Linked DNA regions of Zea mays: region 2 is linked to region 1. Evidence: chromatin contacts called from public Hi-C data. All regions are on one chromosome and are shown on one strand. Each heading gives the region's core, a stretch centred on a gene start, on an enhancer-like site or on the middle of the called end of the contact. The rest is flanking DNA. Distances are from core to core; before and after follow the strand shown. Region 1 holds the start of LOC103643394 (phosphatidylinositol 4-phosphate 5-kinase 9). Region 2 holds the start of LOC103643397 (formin-like protein 4).

Region 1 (7,188 bases), core at 4,476-6,975:
GAAAGGCATTACAAAAATAAAATAAAAGAAGCTGCTGTAGCTCCCCGCCAATGCAACACAATTTCCACAAAGCCACTCAAAGTATCTGAGCCACAAACAATTACCTGGCGGTACCAGGCAGCAGCAGGTCTACCTCGCCAAATCCAGCTGCCGATGCACGCAAACGGCTGCCTCTTATGTGAGGACCAACAACAACACTGTTCTCGCCACTGCTTTGAACCAGGACTAATCCTTCTGGATGGCTAAGGGCATCCTCCTCCTGAGCATCTGTGCCAACCAATTTTGACTAAACATGAGCGCAAGGGTATTCAAAAAGAACTTAACAGGGAAATGCATGTGATGGACAAGTTAAAGAAAGAAAAAGAGGTGTTGGCTGTTCCAGATCAATAGTAAGTTTAGGACTATGCAGCATGCTAAGGATTTCCAGGCAACTTTGGATGTTGGAATGCATTGTTCGAGTTCCTCTCTCGAACAAAAATGAATTAAAAATGGTCATTAGCTTGGCAATTACAGCCTACAGCTCCAGCTGGACACAGAGACTATATATACTTCCCTATTGAAACGAATCAATGAGTATTTTCCTTAAGACTCATGGAGATGTGCAACAGATATTATACAGAGCAACATTTTATGGAAGGTGTTAGGCGTGCCCTTACTCCTTACCTTCTTCAGAAACAACGGTCAATCTATCTGCTGCCATGCTCCGGTGATAAGATGCACGTGTCCGCAAGTGCTGTGGAGCTCTATAATGGACACCAAGCAGTAGGCTGTAATCCATTATCCGCTGTGTTCTCAAAAAATCACTATCTGTTTCAATCTGCCTGAAGAACAGTGAACAGTATCTGAGATGAGTGTAATGTGACCACATAACAGAACACATAAGAAACATGATTTTTAGAGAAAACGTGCTCACTTCAGTAGAGCCTCACGCCAGGAAGGTTCAAGATAAAAGGAATAATTAAGATCCAAATCCTTCAGAGTTGTGTTCTCGTCAATTTCAATTTTGTCAGTAGAGCGGCCTAAAGACGAGCCTTTCAAATCAAACCTCCGGTGAATTCTCAATTCAGTGCAAAACATGTTTCCCATTACAACAAACCGGAACTGCAGTTTGCAGATATCATTAAAAAGGGAGGGTAAAAACTAAACTAAAGAAACCTTAAATGAATTTGATGCTCATGTAAATCATTACCATTTGGCCACTAGAAGGTTTCACCCTGTGGAGGCCAAAAAACTTGGTTATGAGGGTGTTCTCATAGGTACGGACATGATCATAATACTTTGGAAGCATTCGTAAAAGAACCTACAGGATAGTATAGAGTCATGAAAAGTTCAATTTTGCTTCCAAGGCAAATGGCCGCACTATACATGCACAAACTATCCAACAATCGTGACAGCTAAGAAATACAATCCCTGTAGTGTAAACAGAAAATGGACCTGCACTTCAGATTCTCGGAGAGTCTTAATCATGAATCTATCATCTTGTGACAAGAAAAAGACACTTCCACTCTTTCCAGGGGAAGATAGTTGCCTAAGAGCAGAGTTTCCGCATATGGAGATCATATAGTCTGCAGCATCAATCTTGAACATCTCTCTCAAATTCCTACAAGATTGGATTGATACTGTGTTTTAAAGTACGAGTCTGGAACAGAAAGAACATTATAAATTAAGTCAGGAGAAACAACAAGAATATGTCAACAAGAGGTCGCGATGAACAAATTTGTGTAGAATTAGGTGGCATTTGGTTCAGAAAATGTAATGGTAACACTAATGTAATCAGCTAACAGTGCTATCTATTACCATGAAATAGAAAGCAACATTTGTTTGGTTTCCCTATGATAACGTTATCTGATAGAGGAACTTGAAACATTTTCTAATTACTCGGGAGAGGACCGGTAACAAGTTTCTGTAGGACTGGTATCTGATTACACTGTGATTTGATTACAAACCACCATAAACAAACACTCGTAACGTGATTCCATACCGGCTGTAATTGAACTGCGTTACATTTCGACAAACAAAACACCATCTAAAGGTCACTCGATTTGCAGTGAATAAGGACATCATATTTTTTTAGATGCACATATTTGCATAAATGTCAGGGATGCAGACCTGAAAACCATGGGACAGTAGTCTTTCCATTTAAAATCTTCCGCTGAATGTGAAGGAGTAAGCCGAGATCCTTCTTTTGAGAAATTCATCCAGAAACTTGCTGTTGGTCCAAAATCTGAAGCATGAACTTCACGTTTTTGAATTGGTGTAATCTTCCCAACTGTGTACCTAAGTACAAAAAACCATTGCCGATTTCAAATATACCTAAAACAATCTGTAAACATCATACCCTGGATTTAATTAAAGAAAATGTACGTTGCAGAAGCTAGCAGTTCCTAACACGAAAAGTGCAGGTTGCAAGCTTGGAGCCAGTAAGAAACTAATGCAGTAACCAACTAACCACTACTGCATTAGTTCATACCTTTCAATGTACCATGCAAATGGCACCACATATTTTAAATGATCCAAACCATATCTGTAATGTGTTTATGAGAGATACAATCTTTTGTTTTTTTAAAGCAAACCCTATTTGCTGGTGCTAGTACATCAAGCAAACCTTACATCATTACTCTCTAGCTAGAAGCTAAATGAATAAATGATACCAGCCATTTTTCAAAAATACATCACTAGTTCCACGAGCCTAATGACAAGGAACCTATTATATGGTTCCAAGAGAGGATTATTCTATAAACAAGAACACTCATTAGGGAGTAGCTAAGCTAGTAATAGCTGAACAAACAATGAACAGAAAAAAAGAATGCAAACTGAAACCATGATCTCAGGAGGTGCTACCTGATTCCAATCTGCAGGCTGAGCATTAAATCATAGCTTCTGTGTCCCTTAATTATCGCCTCTCCAGGCCTTTTTGTGTCCCTTACCATTTTCTTCTGGCGGCGTTTTGTCTTCTTTGAGGAGTCTGAAAAACTCCTGTCAAGAACCACCTCACTGATTAGAACGCCTTGCATGTATTCTCTTTCCAGTATGGGCATACGAGAATCACTCAAGTTTTCCAAGCTTTCTTGACCAGAACTTTCAATCGATTCATGGCCAATAAACTTTTCAATAGCCACCTCAAGGCTCCACCGTCTTTCCAAAGACACATTCTTCAAAGGAGGCTGCTCAGTTGGATTCCTTTTGTACAAAACATCTGAAGATTGCCTGGTTATACCAACCTTCATGTTCCCCATGTCAACCGAGGAAGAGTGAAGTATGCGTGAGCCATGATTCTGCCTTCTAATATCAGGCAGTACACCACGGTTTCTTAGATTTTTGATATACAGCTCATCGTTAACAGGAACTCTGCAACCTTCCGGATAGAATTTACCTTTCCCATCCTTCAGTCCCCTTGTCCATGTTCCAATGTAATACCCGCATTCATTCCATGTATAGATTCCATACCCATGCATCATGCCATCTATCCAGTTACCCTCATATGAGTCCCCATTTTTCCATGTAAGAGTTCCTTTCCCTGACATCCTGCCACTTTTCATGTTGCCAACGTAAGTGTCCTCATTTGCCCATGTGTACTTCCCGTGACCTACTATTTCTCCCTGAATCCACGAACCTTCAAACGTGTCTCCATTTGGATATGTCTGATATCCAAGCCCATGCTTGCGATTCAACTTCCACCGTCCCTTGTAGATGATTTTATCTGGACCCGTATAGGTGCCTTCACCGTATACATAGCCGCGAGAATACTCGCCCTCATAGGTGGCTCCAGATGGCCATTGCGTCTTTCCTTGCCCATGCCTCATCCCTCTCGTCCACTCACCGTCATAGGTGCAACCATCTGACCAGCGATACTGGCCTGAACCCTCTGGTGTGTTCCCCAACAATGTGCCAGAATAAACATCTCCATTGCCAAACCTGATCTCCCCAACTCTGAAACCAGGATTTGTTCCAGCAGCAGTCGAATCTTGGTCATTTCCCATACTGGCCAACACCTCCTTTTCTATGTTGCAACTAGTGTCTCGGAATAAGTCAACCCTTGCAGAATGGGAGACTGCTGCTCGATCATTTGGAAGAGCCACAGGGGCTGTCATGCATAACCCCTGGGAGTACCGATCCACTAAAATGCAAAAGCTAATATCCAAAGCACTGCCTGAGAAAGGTTAGATGAGATGTTTAAGCCATACTATATATATAAGATGCACTGGAATTAACCAAGTTATAAACATTCCATTTTTGGAACTTTTTCCCACAAATTGTCATATAAGATTAAGGAAGGATGCAGAGAGGCTACAATGAACAATCTGTCCTACTGAGAGAGCAATAGGAGACACCCTGGGCATTAATCTGGAATACTTGATCCTTTACCTTATTTCTGATGAATAAAGGTGTTTTGAAAAGGAACTTTGCTCAATCTTGATGAATTTACCATGGTTCTTTCTTAGTTACCTTATTTCATTCATAAGATTAAAGGCCCTACTGAATGTTTGATCAATCCTGGTTAATCTGGGAGAGTCCCGGTTTACCTTAAGGTGTTTCCTATTGTTCTTTACGTAGGGCAAATTGTTTCCTGTAGCATCCCTGCGCTTTTCTTTAGTCTTGTAATGATTTGTGGAGAACAATTCGTAAACATTTTAATCAAGGATAAATTGAAATTAGGAATTTAAAGGTACGCGTGAAGTAATATATGAAAATGAAAATAGAACCAAAACGATCTCTTATCCATGCGCTACACAGCTCAGCATAACCCTGTGCTACACATAACAAAGCAAGTATACTAGAGACAACACCGACATGGTTCAGAGTCTGAGAATCATGAATATAGTCTTACTTTTTTTATTTTATCTTTTCCTGAAGAAAAGCAAAACAACTGGTCATGTCTGATTCAGCGAGTGGAAGTACATACATGATCGTCGTAGTTTTGCATAGTTCTAAACTTCTAATCGTCAACTGTGAGTTTTGTCTTCAGAAGAATTACACGAGATATTCACACCTATACGAGACTAAAGGTAAGGAATGGGAGCAGGCTTACCTCACCACTTTTTGGAAGGGGAGCTCGCCGGAGGGGTGGAGATGCCTCGTCGACGGCACTACCTCCAAGACCTGCAGAGCGAGCGAGAGAGAGAGAGAGAGAGAGAGAGAGAGAGAGAGAGAGAGAGAGAGAGAGAATAGGTGAGGACGGAGATGATCCGTGCGGCTAGCGGAGGGACAACTCTAGTAGTCTAGTGAGTCTCCATGTGGAAAAAAAGGACAGTCGAAGCAGGGAGGGTTGCGCTGCCAGAGTAAGGACAAGGAGAGGGGAGGAGCGGTGCTGTAAGCTGTGGCCTGTGGACGGCGCAGACCTCGCCGTCGGATCCACGAATCGCGTCAGGCCGATAAGGGATCCTATCCTGCCTTGGGAAGAGGCGATGCGCGCGTAGACTCGATCACCCGGAAACGGAGGCAGCTCGCCGGAGAGAAGCGGTTTTTCGCCAGAGGAGGCGATGAGGCTCCCGGCGTCTTGGAGGCGGCGCGGTGCAGCCTCGAAACGAGGAAACGGGAGGCGTTGTGCCCGTGTGTTGATCGGCGGACGGAGTCTGGCCAGCTGAAGCTGCTGCTGCAGACTCTGCAAGTCCTCGAGTGGTGGATGCTGCGGCCTCTGGGCGGGAGCAGGTAGTAGACGTAGACGATGGCGCCGGCGGTGGTTCGCGATTGGATTTGGCCTCTTGCGGTCTTGGACTGGCTCGCCGATCGTCGTCGTGGACTCGTGGGAGACAAAAGGGACGAAAAGCTAGATGATTGAAAAATCGAAAGGGAAACAACAAATTATTATAAGTATAATAATGAATGAGGACGACGTTTACTATATCTTGTTTATGTGTACATTTTTTTCGAAAGCACGGTAAGGGAGTTGTCGTGGCAAAATATATTATATAGGGAAAAGGAAAGAAAACCACGTATAAAGAAGAGCAGATAACACCGTCCATCCTAAACAAAAACGCTAAAAGAGAGATAAAAAATCACTCAGACAGAAATTACACACACCATTCCTTAAAACGCTGCAGCATTCCGCTTGTTGGAGACTTATTCTCAAATGCTATGAGTTAAGAACAAGGCAACACAGAAAATGTTAATTTTATAATGTCCTTCGTTCTTCGGAACATTATTTCTCTTAGGATATAATGACTTTTGAACGAAGGTTATGAAGGACATACCTTCATAAACATGGCAAACGATGATGAAGAATGGATTATGAGGAATATAAATGATAACATAGACAATTATATATTATTATTGTGAGGAAACAGTAATAACATTGAATTACAAATGTACCTTCAGCTTGGAAGTATATGAAAGTACAGGTGTGACGCAAAAGCAAATGCCAGATCAGCGTGAACAGTACGGGGTACTGTTCACCTATTTATAGGCACAGGACACAGCTCATACAAAATTACATTTATGCTCTTTATATTTGATAATAATTCTATAGTAATCTATCGAGATCTGAATAGCCTTTTCATCTTTAAGTCGGTTTCATTTTTTGCTATCACGCCGAAGCTTTCCTGCTCACACCTTCGGCGCTGTATCAACCTTCGTATTATTCTGGTCTGCTGTGATGCCGACTTGAGTCCGAAGATACCTGTTCACACATTATACTCCAGAAATACTGTCAAATCCTGTTTTTGAGGACCTTCGTAAGCCGAAGGCCCCAAACAGTAGCCCCTCGCAATATTAATTTGTTTAAAATAATAAATTTAGATTGCGACATGGACGAAGGCTTTATGCCGAAGGTCCGAAAAAACACCTTCCCTTTGCTAGAATAGCAACATTCTCTGACAAGTGGGGTCTTTCAATTTTCAACGCACTGGGCGTATAAATACAGTCATACCGCAAACTCATTTGGCACGCTCTCTTGCCATCTGCTCCCGCTCACTCAATTTTTAGCTCTTGCGCACTAAAATTTGCTGAGCGTTTAGTTTTAAAGCTTCGGCTTTGAAAACAGTTTTTTTAGCGTTTCCGAAGATGTCTGAAGAGAAGAAAGCTGCTGCTGAGATGAAGCTGAGTCTCGACGAAGAGAAGAACTTGGGGTTTCTTATAGCGATGTCGAAGACGAATACAGAAAAAATCACCAAGGAGATTCTGGAAGGTTTGTCTGAAGATACTGGTGACAGCGACAGTTATGATGTGGACAGTGGTGGTGAAGACTCCGAA
Region 2 (7,003 bases), core at 3,908-6,407, 210 kb after region 1:
AAATATTCAGTTATTTAAGGTTTACTTCAGCCATTCGTCGTTTTTAAAATTTTACAAGGAAGAAACATTCAGCAATTAAAGGTTTACTTCACCTATTTATGGATAAACATTCAACAATTCAAGGTGATGAGTCGAGAACGAGAAACTGTTTCTAGGTATTCGGTTGCCACCGATGATTACATCGGACAAGTCTACTATCTTATACCTAACTCGGGTGTGTTTTACACCCGCTCTGAGTGACGTATACGGTGCAACATTTGGTGTGTTGTAGCCACCCGCACACGCTCTATAGGGCTCTTTACATGCGCTGTCTGGTGCTGCCTGTCTAGTGCACACTAAGGCATCCTATGCACTTGTCTTCAGCACAATCTTCTACGCACAACACATGTCCAATGTGACATTTGGTGTGCCACCCGACACGTTCAATGCACTCTGTCTTTTTCTCTGTGTCTTTGGGTTTCTTCGCTTGTTCCATCTTATGTCTTGGACTCTTGCATGATTTTGATAGGTCTTCAATGGGTCTTCTAACATCTTGCTTTGATGTGTTGATCTTGTTGATCACCTCATTGCCTTCGTCCAAGTCCATACAACATCCTTGGAACTATAAACATAAACACTAGCAAACACATTAGTCCAAATGGTTGTGTTTATCATCAAATACCAAAACTTTTGTCAAATGGGACAAGGTATATTTTTCATACACTAATCATTTTTATATATTTTCCAAGGTGTTATATGGGCTAAAGCAAGATCTAAGGGCTTGGTTTAAGCGTCTTTGTGACTTTCTCATTGAGAAGGGCATCATCTGTCAAGTTTATGTTGATGATATAATATCCACTAAGAAAAACCACAATGGTATCTTCATTTGTCAAGTTTATGTTGATGATATAATTTTTGCTAAATAAATAAAGGGTGTCACAAGGAATTTGGTGAATTGATGTCGAAGTAGTTTGAGATGTCGATGATTAGTAAGCTTACTTTCTTTCTTGGCTTTCAAGTCAAGTAAATGAAAGAGGGTAACTTCATCTCACAAGAAAAGTACACCAGATATTTGCTTAAGAGGTTCAAGATGGATGACTGTAAGCCAATCAAGATTCTAATGCCATCAAATGGATATCTTGAGCTAGATGAAGGAGGTACCCAATTGATTAAACTCTCTATCATTCTATGATGGTAGCTTGTTGTATTTAACCGTGTCTGGGCCCGACATCATGTTATTGTGTGTATGTGTGCTATATTTCAAGGTAATCCTAAGGAAGCTCCATAAGTGACATTAAAAGAATCCTTAGGTACCTAAAGCACACGTCGAGCATTGGACTTTGGTATACAAAAGGAGATCATTTTGAACTTATTGGCTATTCCAACTTGGATTATGATGGGTGTAAAATTGATAGAAAAATTACCTTAGGAGGGTATCATATGCTTGCTAGATCACTAGTATCATTGAGTTCAAAGAAACAAAATAGTGTTGCCTTGTCAACCACCAAAATGGAGTACATAGCCATGGATGCTTGTTGTGCACAAATAATACACGTAAAACAATCATTTCTATACTATGGTGTGGTCTTAGAAAAGGTAGATTTTTTGTGTGACAAGAGAGTGTCATAAAACTTGTAAACAATCTGGTACCATATTCACACACCAAATACATTGACATATGCCATGATTTTCTTAGAGATCATATAGCTCAAAGATATATGTAACACACTCTTTTATTTGATCCTCCCAAGTTGTGCCTAATCATAAGCATCATTTGCATACCACATGAGCATTCATATTTGTTTGTTGTTAAGCATTTATAATTTTGAATTAAGATCTATGCCATCTTATAAAGTAACTTAAGTTTGATAACAAAACTTTGCTATGTTTGATTTACTAATTCACCATGTGCAAATATGTAACTCTTAAGTGTTTTACCCTAATTCTTAGTGACTCCTTTTATCGTTTCTTTCATAATTCAAATAAATGATCCAATAAAAATGAGGCCTTATTTATTTTATGACCATTAATTATGTTTGTTATGTTAATTTTTTTGTGATGAGGGGGATCCTTATATTTTTATCCACCACATGGCTATTTTTATGGAATATTTTGAGCTCTTCGTTTTAGATTTTTGGAAAATTGAATTTTCCTCCCTTTCTCTCACTAACTGCTAGGGCCCGCTTGGCAGCCGTCTGACGCCTACAGCATTTGTCAGATGCCTGCACACTCTCGCTATCGCTCGATCTCACTTGTTAGCCCCTTCCCTCTCCCTAAGCTTGATTTCTTCACCAGTTGGACATTCGTAGTGGTGGACATCAGCATCATAGTGGCGGATTGGCTACCGTGGTCGTAGTCATAGTGCAATCGAGCTGATAATGCCCCCTTCTCCCACCTATTTAAGCCATTTGGGCTCTAGCTGAAGCTCACACTACCCGCTCAGCGCTAGCATCTCCTTTGCCCCTCAAATTGATTGGTTGCTCCCAAAGATTCCTTTCGATCTTCTCCATCGATTAGCCACACATGTAGCCCTCCCTTTTCCCCTACCTGATACCTCATATTACGCTTGACCGAACCACGGGATAAAAATCGGTGTGTCTCTTGTCTCTTCAATTTATTGTGATTTGAGTCTTCCTTTGCGATTATACTTCACGTACATATTATTCCTAATTTAATACTCATCTCATGGGAGCAATCAAGTGAAGAGCCTTTTTTCTCTCCTCTACTCTCAAACTTAGTTTTATTTCCTCTAATCCATATTATAAACCGAGTTTGTAGCAAAATTTGTAGGATCACTTATTCACCCCCTCTAGGTGCTCTCACCTTCATGGATTTCAAACCAATTAGGATAAGGAAATACTTAACCATCTCTAATACCAATTGAAGACCGGTGAGGCGACTAGAGGTGGGTGAACGGGAGTCAATCAAAAATTGTTGTTAAGAGCTGGAAAGTGAACTCTTAACTTCAATTGAGATGAAGAAATCACTCAAACCAAAAGCACATCAGCCAACTAGTGATCATATGATTTCAAAATGTTCCTAGGACTCACACGAGACCAATAAAACAAACGGACCGTAAATCGGACACCGAAAAAAATCTGAATCGGCCTAAAACCATGTCGTTATCCGGTGTTGTTTTCAGCAGCTCAAAATTCATTTTTCAAAAGCGAAAGTAACCAAACGGACTCCGATTGAGCTGAAATTTTACACACTTTGACAAATGACTTTTCATGATATCCAAATATTTTAAACTCAAACGGATTTGTAAATCAATTGCAGATAAGAAAATACGAACCGACTTAGGGTTTTGTTGGGGTTTGCCTTTTTTATCAAAACATTTTAGATCAATCTACAACCAAAAATTGTACAAACCAGATGTTCTTAGTGGTCTAAGGACCGAATCAAACCCAGAGAGAAACCCCAAAATGATCCCCAACTCAAAAACTCGAAGGTTCTTCCACAATCTAAAGAGAAAAGGAAAGGGAAGAGAGCAAGGACAAAATTGAATCAAAACTACAACAAAGACAAAACTGAGCACATGATTCAACAAACCATGTGGATAGATCTGGCCACCTTTCCTTTGATTGATGAGTTGAAGATTACAAATGCATAGATGTGGAGTTCAAATCATCTGCGGATCTCAGGCGAAACTACTGGGAAAACTAGATAATGAAATTAGGGTTTTTTAAACACAAGTAAGCTAGACAAAACACAGATAGCCATAGAGATGGCTGAAACAATCAGCCCACCCTTCTATTTATAAAGGTTTATTGCTACTTCCTAAACTACCCCTATATACATAGAGCTTATCCACTTTGCCGGAGGCGAGATGAACCAACTCCTGGGATTTTGATCTGACGGTCACACGCTCCACACGAAATTGCTTCGCCTCGACGCACCCTTCGCTATGACGCCACGTGCCGCCTCTGATTCCAGTCGGAATCGACACCGCCGAGTTTTGAGGCCCAAACTCAGCAAAACCGCCATATGTAGCGCTGAGTGGTTTTTTGAGGCTCAACTACCAAACAGTCGCGAGTAGTGTACCACATGTGGTCCCTCACTCCTAGACATGTGTCCCGCCAGTCCTGAACCATGTCAGCGACATGATCTGCTCTGCCACGACCTCACACGAGTGCGTGTCCCAGGTGTCAGTCACCACGGCAAGTCACCCGACGACTCTAGTTCTTCGGTCAAGTCCCAGCGCTTGTCCTTCGCCGCTCCCGACCCATCGATATGAACCTGCATGACCTTCACCTTCGTCGTCGAGCACCGTCCATATGCTCGGTAGCCAACTGTAGCTAATTTAGGTTAATTTTTAACCCTGACTAGTAACTCACCGTATGCCCATATGTATATAAACATGCTCTTAATGAGTGTCACTTTGTTATAAAGTATTGTATATGTGATTTTGTTTTAGCGTATAGATTTTACTATTTATACCATTATAATCCACCAGTTTAAACTTTTCAAAACCCATCTAACCAAAATCACGTCATATCTATAACCTTCACTAAATCCATCAAACAAATTACATCCAGACTTAATATATCATCAAAATCAATGTTTTATATTGCTAGATAACTCAATCTCCCTTAGTCAAATTTAATGGATAATATTATTTGGATTATCTCTCATCACTCATCTCTCCCCTACCCCTTCCTTGTGACCCCGTCGTCCCAGCTTCTCGCTCACCCTCCTCCTCCCTCCACCCATCCCCCCTCACTCATGCAGTCATCGTTGACAACCTCTCTCCTTAAGTTGTCGCCGCTACTGTTCACCCTCTCTCCTTTTTGGAATCGTAGCGTCAACACGGACAATATACTAATATACTAAAAATAAGATGCCTAGATACATAATAATTGTGTAGTTACAAACACTAAAACGACATTTAAATTAATTAAAACAGTAGAAGTGGTAGCGGAAAACTCGGGAATTTCTAATACTGTACACGCATGGAGTGCGAATTCACTGCGAAAAAATGTTGATCGAAATTGCAAAATTCCCTGTTATTGTCTAAAGAAAAAGTGCTACGAGTGCGAGGGAAATCAATTTGGTGGACCCGTGCGACCACACGCCACATGGCGTGTGGAGAAAGTCCCTGCTATTATCTGAAGGAAAAAAAATGCTACGGGTGCGCGGGAGACGTTGTTATCAAGCAAACCCAGAAAATGGCGGCTTCCTTCCTCTTCCCGCACGCATTCCTTTCTCCTGTCGACTGTCGTGTCTCCTTGGTCCTTGCATTACCACTCCTCCGGCACTCCGCACTCCCACTCCACTGTCATCAACCTCGCTCCCTCTCTGGCCCTCTCTCTAGGAGTTCATCACTCTCTCTCTCTCTCTCTCTCCCTGTCTCCTACCGATGTCTCCAGCTCCACTACTCAGGCTCGCCTCACTCCTCTTCCTCTTCCTCGTCCACTCGGCCGCCGCCGGCGACACCAGGCGTGCGCTGCACGAGCCGCTCTTCCCTATCGAATGGACCCCGCCGCCATCCACCACGGCGCCTCCAGCACCGGGATTCGCCTCCGATCCCTCCACACCCGTCCCACCCGTCTACAACGGGGGGCCGGCGCTACTCCCCGCTCCGCCGCCACCGAACACTGTCGCCGCGGACGCCTCTTCGTCCCGCACTGGCCCGGCCCCGCGGCGCCACGGCGGCGGCGGCGGCGGAACGCCCAAGGCGGCCATCGTCGTCGCCTCTGCGGCCGCGGCGGCCGTCCTCGCGCTGCTCGCCTTCGCCGCCGCGTTTCTCCTGACGGGCCGTCTCGCGCGGCACCCCGCGTGGACGCACAAACCCACCGGCCTCGCCGCCGCCGCGCACCCCGGGCCAGCCTCCGCGGTCGTGCTGCACGCCGACGCGGTGGGCACCTCTGCGGCGGCGGCGGCGGCCTCGTCGTCGGGTGCGACTGCCACTTCCACACCGCACCGGAAAGCCCGCTCGGAGCGCGCCAGGTGGGGCATGTGCCGCGACGTCGACACCGTCCCGAGCCCGGAACTCAGGCCGCTCCCGCCGCTCCGGCGCGCGGGGTCGTCCGACGAGGACGCCGCGTACTACACGCCGGGCCAGCGCTCGGCGGGGTCCGCGGGCGGCGAGGGCGCCGGGACCGGGACGTGGAGCGAGGCGAGCGCGTCCAGCCCGCGGACCACCACCCCCTCCCGCCGCAGCCTCCCCAGCCTCACCAGCGATTTCTTCCCACCGACGCCGGCCGCCGCCGTTCCAGCTGCAAGCGTGGCGCCTCCTCCGCCCGCCCCTCCTGTGCCACGCTCCCGTCGCACTCTGCCGCGGACTCGCTTCTCCGCAGGCTCCGCCTCGGATATGATCAAACAAGTGGTCTCGCCACCCTCCAACCCACCACCACCTCCTCCACCACCACCGCCAAGATGCACCAACGCAGTCCCAAAACCTTCTCCACCACCACCGGAACCATCCTATACACCATTGTCAACGCGCCGGCTTCACAAACTAAAGCAAACAGAGGGGCCAGGTGTCGCTGTTCCGAGCGCACCCGTCATGGCGGTGAACAAGGACAACGACGGCATGCCGATTCGGACGAACGATGATCCTGCCGCTGCCGGCGACGAAGCCCGTCCCAAGCTGAAGCCGCTGCACTGGGACACGGTCCGGGCGTCCTCCGACCGCGACATGGTCTGGGACCGGCTCGAGTCCAACTCATTCCAGTTAAGATACATTCTCATACCAGACATACACACACACACGCACACACACACGGCTAAATCATACGTAAAAAAAGTGATGTTGACACGAGTTTTTCCCGGCAGGTTGGATGAGGACATGATCGAGGTGCTTTTCACGAACAATGCTGCAAATGCGCCTCCTAGGGATACACTTAGAAAGCCTGGAGTGCCGCTATGCGGTGCCCAAGAGAAGGTCCTTGATCCTAAGAAGGCGCAGAACATCGCCATCCTGCTGCGCGCACTGAACGTCACTCTGGAAGAGGTCACGGATGCGCTGCTAGACGGTGAGAAATCCTTCGATTGATGGATATTTCTAAGCTAACCTCGACTA

What was found. A called contact is a pair of places that touch in the nucleus more often than the background predicts.
Region 2: a contact with region 1 is called in a Hi-C map of tassel, with 2.3 times the contacts expected there. The contact joins the promoter of LOC103643397 here to the promoter of LOC103643394 in region 1. A contact is called at or near these places in 5 of 25 Hi-C or Micro-C datasets (ear, leaf and tassel).

The regions. Positions count from the first base shown.
Region 1 is chr1:231,816,271-231,823,458 of Zm-B73-REFERENCE-NAM-5.0, forward strand. It overlaps LOC103643394 (phosphatidylinositol 4-phosphate 5-kinase 9), which reads right to left and starts at 5,726. Exons shown (of 9, transcript XM_008666568.4): 1 at 5,035-5,726; 2 at 2,842-4,150; 3 at 2,110-2,277; 4 at 1,435-1,600; 5 at 1,190-1,300; 6 at 914-1,101; 7 at 664-821; 8 at 105-267. The coding sequence starts at 4,091.
Region 2 is chr1:232,024,172-232,031,174 of Zm-B73-REFERENCE-NAM-5.0, forward strand. It overlaps LOC103643397 (formin-like protein 4), which reads left to right and starts at 5,158. Exons shown (of 4, transcript XM_008666569.3): 1 at 5,158-6,654; 2 at 6,757-6,956. The coding sequence starts at 5,339. It also overlaps the pseudogene LOC103645336.